Regions from separate parts of the Zea mays genome. Here all the other regions are linked to region 2. The links are chromatin contacts, called in public Hi-C maps. All regions are on one chromosome and are shown on one strand. Each heading gives the region's core, a stretch centred on a gene start, on an enhancer-like site or on the middle of the called end of the contact. The rest is flanking DNA. Distances are from core to core; before and after follow the strand shown.

Region 1 (2,700 bases), core at 114-2,613, 630 kb after region 2:
TTCGAAAAGCCATCGCAGCATGATCGACCCGAGAACCTCCCTATACCGACAACTCCCCTACTGCCCTTTCCCCTTTCGGGTAAGGTAGTCCTCCACTAGCTTTCCTAATTAGTAAGTCAAGGGTGTTCCATTCCACTCTTGTGGTAGCACATGTTTCTCAAGTTAAGCTCCATGTTCTATTTAACACAATGATCTTGTCATGAACAATAATTAAACAATAGTATAACTGGAACATGGTCATAATGTAATATTAATCCCAAAACCAGGTAGAGCAACAGCAAAACTACCCAAAAGTTCAGTGGTAAACAAGGTGAAGGATAAACATGTCTAGGGAAACCTATTAGGTCCCATCAGTTTAACCTGAGCATTATGTCACAGTGATTAATAGGAACATTATTGGGTAAAGAAAAAGTGATCAAAGCCACAACTTGTCTTAGACTCAAGATTCCCAGGTACTTCACCAACTTGGTCTTTAAGTGACTCGTGACCTCGCTGCTAGTAGTAGCAATACAAACAAACATGGTATAGGCAAAATTAACATCGCACCAAACATAAGAACAAACTGCATAACAATGTTCTACGTATCGTAACTAGATCCTAGGTTCGAGAACCACTAAATTTGGAGTTTAGGTGGAACGGATATGGTTTTTGGAATATCTACATGATGGAATATTAATATATTATAAATTGGTTAATTTACATCATATGAGTAAATATACTCTAAATAATCAATTCCACCTTAATCTAGATTATATCTTGGTTAGAAATCTTATTTTAGTCAGATTATCATCATGGACTAATTTTACCTTGGTTAGAAGGATTAATCTACTAAACATAGGCTAATCCATTATCCATTTATAAAAATATTTTTGATGGTACAATAATGATGTCACTGCGTAGGACATTTTATTATGAAGCTAACACAACCTGAACGGTTTAAATCTGAGTTAAAACGGTCAAGTTATGATTTATCTAAGATTTCTAGGTTTATTTTTACAACAAAATCAATTTCTATATTCAATTCACCATTTATTTTATCCTTGTTGGACAGCGGACACTAATTCTTGAGAGTTCAGGGGCTAACTCGTGAAAAATAGGACCTAGGTGCAGTGATTTTTATGCATACGGGGATGGCGGGTTTAGTTTTCAGAAACTCGGGGTCTCTTATGCGAAAGCACCACGACGAAGAGGTATGGGCTGATCTGTGCCGTTGGATTAGAAGCCCACGCCACCGATATGTCGGATTTCATAACGAATCGGTATGTCACCCCCACCTTTGGATCCCGTATCAATAGCCCACAATAGACCACCCTTTGATGCAAGCCTATTCATCCGATCGAGCGCCTATGGTTCGGATTTAAAATAGTTGTGCCCAACCCACAACGCTCCGATCCCGGATCAACGGTATGGATCAAGGGCCCAACCGGTATCTGCCTGCTCTAATCGTCACCGTTTCTTAGTCGATCAATGGATAGACGGCCCTCTTCCTTCTCTGGCCAACGAAGCGGCGGTGCCCACCCAATGTGGTGGCACCATGGCCGGTATTCGACCAGTAGATTATCCACTAATTCAACTTCGAAACAAAAGATGCTACACCATGCAGAGGTGAAAGCGAAACTATGGGGAGGTTCTTACCGACGATTGTGCGGAGTAGTGCCTGAACCACAGAGACGTGCAGTCCATGGTGGGCCCAGCGCTCCGGTGAGCGATTCCCTGGACCCAAGTGGCCCACGCATCCGAGGAATCGATCGGACGAGATCTTCACACGCCAGCGGACCTCCGAGACCCATCCCCAAGCATCGATCGGCTGCGAATTCGTAGATCGAGTGTGGCGGCTTCCCCCCCCCCCCCCCCCCCCCCCCCCCCCCCCCCCCCCCATTTATCTCTTGCTTCTCGTTCTCCATGACTCTCTCTGTGCGGCAAGCAAGAGATGCGCAGATGCGGCGTGCTTTTTCTCTTATACCCCAGGTCAGGTAGATCCCCCTCGGGCGGCAAGATCAAACAGGGAGCTCGGGCCCAGCAGATCCGGCCGAGATTGGCGCGGCGCAAAGCGTGAAGCTCGCGGATGGTTGAGGAAGAAGCTTATCGTGGTGATCCAGGCATCAGCCACCCAAGCGAGAGAGGCGGGAGTGGAACCAGATGACGTGCGGGCCCCACATGTCGGCACCACATCCATGGTTTTGGGCCACAGAGATGGGATCAGCCAAAGCGGTCGCGCAGGGGCGGGGGAAGGTGGGTGGGCCGAAGGCTAGGATTCGGCCTAGGTAAAGGCTTTTCCTATTTTTTTATTTATGTTTTCTATTTTCAACTCCTAGTTTTCAAACCAAGGTTCAACTTCAACCAAAGTTTAAATACCAACTTCTAAATGCACAAGTAAAAAATTCAGCAAGAGATGCAAGGCAAAATTTTATTTATTTACTATCCCATTTTCTATTTAACAAAGAATGCTTTGCAATATAAATTAGTATTCGCAAAAGATGTTATTTTAAGAAAACATTTTTCTGATATATCACCATTAAGTATCTTAGTGAATATTCTCAAGTATTAATTTATACATTCAAAGTTTTAAATTTAACATTTGAATTGTCATACTTTGAATATTACTATTTATTTTAGGAAAATATTCCTTCTAAAGAAAGAGATCTATTATTGGAAGTAATTTTATTCTCAAATCTTTGGAGGACTCTTTAATTCACCAAA
Region 2 (2,700 bases), core at 97-2,596:
CAATCTAGTAGTGGTAAAGAGTTTAGATGAAACACATTCCACACAAAACTACCAATTCAAGGTTTAGTCCATTGTGCAGTTGTGGTTAAGTGTATTATATGCTCTAGGTGGATGTTCAACTTCACAGTCTCCATCGAAACACCAGTATATCAACGTTTGAGATGATGAGAGCATTTTCGTGTGACTTAGCATTTGGTGGGGATTATTGGATAAATGTGGGCATGGCCCATTAATATTCAATAATAATCAATGCTAATGACCCACTTAAAATGATATGATGTACTAATAAATTAGCACCATATTGAAAGTTTAATTGACAAATCGATCAACTTTAAAAAGTGGACAGTTGGTGCATCTATTGAGAAGCTGAGAAAAGGATGAAGGACTGCCACACACGCGCGCCGCCACCACCGGCCGGGTTGGGCCGTGGCTCGTGGCTTACTATCGTCAGTTTTCAAATCTAATGGCTCGATTGTTTCTGTTCGTTGTCCTTCTCCCCCTTCTGACGATCTATAAGAATTGAGAGGGAGGACTCTCTTCCGTTATACGCGATATCATCTCTCGTGAATTGCAAACAATATATCCACGTACTATTTTCTGTGAGCACATAGAGAGTGGGAGAGCAGGCCTCCGAAATCGCAGTTCGCAGAGATGTACTTGCACGAGTGTGCGGGCGATTTCAGATTTTTGGGAAGCGTATTCGCAACTTCTCTCGTGATCTGTTCCTGTTCTTCGTCGTCTTCCCCGGTTCTGACGACCGTCCGAGTGACTGCACGACGCACATCTTCCTGCATCGACTTTGTACGGCTACATCGAACATACACACGAGGTGTCTCATGTGAATGGAGCCACTGATGACTTGAGCATCGGTCCCTCCGTAGGGTACATTCTGTTTTTCGTATTTTTATATGTTTTATTGATGTTTACTGCTTATATAAATAATTATACACACATGCACATAAATGTCATCACCTATATTATACTGTTTTTAGAATAAATTAAAACTTAAAAGGGTTTTTTAAAGTGGTGCCATCGGTTTTGCGGATGTCCTTATTTTTATCTTTAGTTGTATTTTTTTCTCAGTTTACCCTTATGTTCTAATTTCTATAGCACTGAAAAGATAAAACTAAAAACACAACTAATAATAAAAATAACAATACCAATAAAACTGAGAGCACTACCTAAAAAAAAACTCAACTTAAAACACCTAAATTTCTAACACTACTTTGGGCACCGAAAGTTTCCTACGACGGCGACGGCTGCACTAGACCGTTGGAGAGGCTTTCGGTCCCTTTGTCCCATTGTCCGCCGGTATCATCAGGCCGGCCCAGAGACACAGAGACGAGTCCTGCACGTCTCAAGCTGCGGGTACGCTCCGACGTGTCGATCGAGAACGACACGTGCCGCGGCTGGGGAGCAAAAGGTACGGGACCAGTCCCCACGGCCGTCACGCTCGCAGCACCGGCCGTTTTCTACGGGCGGTGCAGTGGACGGGAGTAGTACCCTTTCTTTCTCTTCGAAGAAAATGCGGCGGCGTGTGGTATAAACCCCGCCCGTCACGCCGGGCCGTCCGTGCGTTTCCTTTTGTCTTCGCTTGCTTCCTTTCGAAAGTCCTTGCGTCACACTCGCCGATCGATCGAGTCTCTCCGGATTCCAGAGAGGCCCAACTGCCGAAGCCATCGATCGCCGCCACCTCTTCGAGCAGGTGATTATTCTCCCTCTTGCTCTTCGATCTCATCTTCTCTGTCTCCGCGGAATCGTACTAATCTCCCGACAGATCGCCTCACCAAGTCACCAGTCACCAGGCCTTTGACTGGTGTTGTCCGGTAACTTTTTTTTTTTGTGGTTTCTACGTCTGGCGCGCTGCTGATTTTTCCGCGGTTCTGTTTGGTTTGTGGTGATTTGCTGCAAGGGTAAAGGAATTCGAACTTTGCTGGGATGGTAGGATTATGCTAAGGCATGCTGGCTAGCTATGTTTGGATTGTGCTATGGCGCAGTGCCGACAGTACCCGACTTTGCTGCCAGTGGTGTCTCCTATTATATGATTTTTTTTTTCAAATAACAAGCTACGAATTTACTCGCTGCCCAAAAACCAAAAACAAATCGTAGAAACCGCTGTCCGCTGAGCTTGTTGGTTCCCCGTTGACCTCTAGTTGCCAGGGTAGTAAGTAGGAGGCGTAATTTTTTTGATTAGAAATGTCCGTCAAGCAGAGTTCCACCAAGCATATGTTGATAGAGCAGGATAGTGCTGGTTTTATTGCTTCGGGCCACAGCAGCAGCAAGGCCAGATGGGAAAAAATATCCCAAAAGGAATTATTTTCCTATGAAGTTGTGTGTGACCAATGGTGATATCCGCTTTATTTTGTAGAAAACTGAGATCATCGGGGAGCAGAATTTCTCTGACTCCGCATCTACATCTATACGCTCGAATACTTAGATCTTTGGTATTTTAAGGCTGCTGTACTGCTGTAGAAACATAAAGCTTTTCCCTATGCATAGAAGTCACAATTAAACGACAGACAATTATCAAAACATAAAGCTTTTCCCTTAAACCATGAGCAGAAAGTGTATTTTGATTCCCCGACCAGGCTGCATAACTGCATTTTTCTATGAATGTGTACTGAACGCTGAACTTTGGTCTGTTACAGAATAGTTGAGAATGGCTGACGAGGATATCCAGCCTATCGTATGTGACAATGG
Region 3 (2,700 bases), core at 114-2,613, 770 kb after region 2:
AATTCACAAGGTGGGTTCAGTGTTTAGGTCACTGTCTCAGTGACACAATGCGTGGGAGTGGCATATAACAGGTAAGGGGAACATTCATGGTACATAAGAAAATCCCCCCAACCCCCCAAAAAAAATACCTACAACGTTTCCTATTCCTACAAGGTTACCCAACGATATACAATCTGTAATAACAATTTCATTTTTCCCATGTAGCACCTGTCAAAAGGTGATCAAAGGCCAAAAACATCTATGCATACGGCAAAGTACTAAGGGCTGGTTTGGAGACAAAGGATTTAGAGGGATCCACGGGGGAGGAAATCTCTTGCTATTCAACAAGGTATTTCCTCTCCCATGGATCCCCTCCAAATCTCATCACCAAACCAGCCCTAAACGTTATTTGGAGGGATCCATGGGGGAGGAAATTTTTGGGAAATGATAAATAAAAAGAAGAGGAGGAAGGTAGGCAGTACGGAGGCATCTGAAGGCAAAAATTTCACAGGGATCAATTCAATTTCCACGGGATTAGGGGGATCTATCTAGTTCCAAATGGAACTTGTCTATTTTGTTTGGTCTGACATAGAACTCCTATTGAGTTTATACTTCAAACTCTGAAGATCGGTGCGACAGAGCATGCACAGCATTTAGTGGTGCTGGTGTTGATATCTAGAGAATCAATCCAACCCCCAAGAAGCTAACTAGATCTATATCCTAAAATCATTTTCAGTTCAGACTTCAAAGAAATCCCCTCCTAACCCAAAGCACCCGACATCGGCGATAAGAATAGGGATGAAAGCATATACTTATTTGGATATCAATTTTTTGGTCTTTTATCTTTGATTGCAAATAAATAGAATATAGAATCTGATATGCAAATCCGTATGCTTGTTTTTAGCATTGAGCTTATAAAATGTGATCCAAGTCCCCATTTAGCAAATTCGTAGCATAAAATTTAAACCAAGTCCCATTTCGCCAATTCATGAGCCCAAAACCTTGGCAATTTAATGTGATCCAATCGTCCAATCGAAGTTTAAATACAACGGAGTAAGCATATGCAAAAGCAATACAATACGAATCACCTCACCGTGATGCGCGTAGACCCACGCCGCCCTCCAGGAGTAGATATGATCCCCCGCCTTGAGGCTCTCCCTCCCAATCCTGTCCCAACACAAAGAAAAAATCACACAAAAGAAGGAAAAAAAATAACCGCCCCTGCAGAGATGTGAGACTAGCCAATACGGATGATTCTAGGAACAAATACCAGAGAAAGATTGGATCTGAGAGTTGACCTGTTTGAGAGGAGACCCATGGAGACGGGAGCCTGGAAGGGGGCGTGGTCGATGAGGCGATTTTGGGCCGGCGAGCAGAAGCACCGTAGAGGGACAGAGGAGAGGACAGGAACGGAAGCGAAGAGGGGGTGGCTTGCGCGTTTGAGTTAAGGACAAAATGGGGAAAGCCGGTGGCCGTAGGATGCACGAGACGCTGGTTTCACGCGGGCGTCACGCCCGTAACTGTAGCTGCCTTGCCTGTCAATGGATGGTTTTGGTTCGCTTGGGAATTGACAACGCACAAAAACAGGTGAGAGAAGGAAAGTCAAACTTCTAAATGGAGTTAGAATGATTAGACCCTGTTTGTTTACTGGTTATAGGAAGGGGATATACTTCCTCGGATTGACTTCGCTTTGCTGCCTAAATTGCCACACTTTATCTAACTTTTTGTTTAAGATTGATTTTTCAATTTAAAAAATTAATCTTAAGTAAAATGTGACACAGTTAGCCACGAATCAAATAGTAATTGACGTAGAAAGTGCAGCAAATATATGCAAGAATCCGATGCAATACGGCGAGGAAGACGTTGGACAAAAGGTTCAAATTACCACCGCACAGTAGCGAGAGACAACGGCGTCTACGTCAGCCCTTCTATATTTGACGTTCTTATTGACCATGATTGTCTCTTGAACATATATTGAATATAACGCCAATCCTATGGTCAAAAGTGATCTTAGTTTCATAAGAAGCATACACATGATTTAAAAAAACTAAAAAATCCGTTCCTTCCTCCAGGTCATTTCCGGAAAGATTACGATTCTTTGGCATCAACGTTGGGCCTTTTTTCCTGCCAGCGCATATATGCTTCATTCATGCACTGGAATTCACTGTCCCGGCATGCTGCAATTTGTAGTACCATCAGATGCCTAGGATGAACCTGATGGGAAAAAAAAACACATTCAAGTTCTGGTAGCGAGCATCACCCTTTGCTTGGACTAGTCAATCAAGATTTATCCCCTGGTTACATGGCCCTCTGTCACTCTCAAGCACCGCCTACCTTCTACTGCCGCCAAAAGCATCTCAGGGAAAAAAAAAAGATCGACTGTTTATCAAAAATAGGCTGACGAGATCCTGATTGCAGAAATTCAAGAGCAGCAGCAAACAATGTTCTTAATCTATCCTGTACAATGTTAGGCGTGAAACTGTCAATCAGATAATCTTAAACGGCCTGAAAACGTAGACGTGCAATGTTCTTCCCAATTCAATTGAAGATGTCCAGGAATGTGGAGTTTCCTGCAATTTGAACATTGAGGGCGCGAACATTATTTCCTCTAAATTTCCTTTAGGAAAGGAACCGATTCCTTCCAGTAGCTCTTTATCATGTCAACGACTTTCATAGTGTATTTATCATCCTCCGGATAATAAGCGATTGGGTCATCAAGCA

Evidence for each region. Hi-C and Micro-C count contacts between places; a contact is called where the count stands out from the background.
Region 1: a contact with region 2 is called in a Hi-C map of bundle sheath, with 7 times the contacts expected there. The contact joins the enhancer-like site here to the promoter of LOC100282267 in region 2. A contact is called at or near these places in 2 of 25 Hi-C or Micro-C datasets (bundle sheath and endosperm).
Region 3: a contact with region 2 is called in a Hi-C map of endosperm, with 5 times the contacts expected there. The contact joins the promoter of LOC100193052 here to the promoter of LOC100282267 in region 2. A contact is called at or near these places in 2 of 25 Hi-C or Micro-C datasets (endosperm and leaf).

The regions. Positions count from the first base shown.
Region 1 is chr8:101,701,239-101,703,938 of Zm-B73-REFERENCE-NAM-5.0, reverse strand. No RefSeq gene overlaps it. Among protein-coding and RNA genes, the nearest start is that of LOC100193052, 140 kb to the right of the region's middle. Within about 2 kb of position 1,363, at least 17 of the 20 cell types and tissues checked have an H3K27ac peak or open chromatin away from gene starts, as enhancers often do. A contact at or near this core is called in bundle sheath, where this site is marked.
Region 2 is chr8:102,335,303-102,338,002 of Zm-B73-REFERENCE-NAM-5.0, reverse strand. It overlaps LOC100282267 (actin 1), which reads left to right and starts at 1,346. Exons shown (of 5, transcript NM_001155179.2): 1 at 1,346-1,705; 2 at 2,649-2,700. The coding sequence starts at 2,660.
Region 3 is chr8:101,560,354-101,563,053 of Zm-B73-REFERENCE-NAM-5.0, reverse strand. It overlaps LOC100193052, which reads right to left and starts at 1,363. Exons shown (of 3, transcript NM_001138220.1): 1 at 1,278-1,363; 2 at 1,073-1,146. The coding sequence starts at 1,297. LOC109461487 reads right to left here. Exons shown (of 3, transcript NM_001347996.1): 3 at 2,239-2,700. The coding sequence ends at 2,588.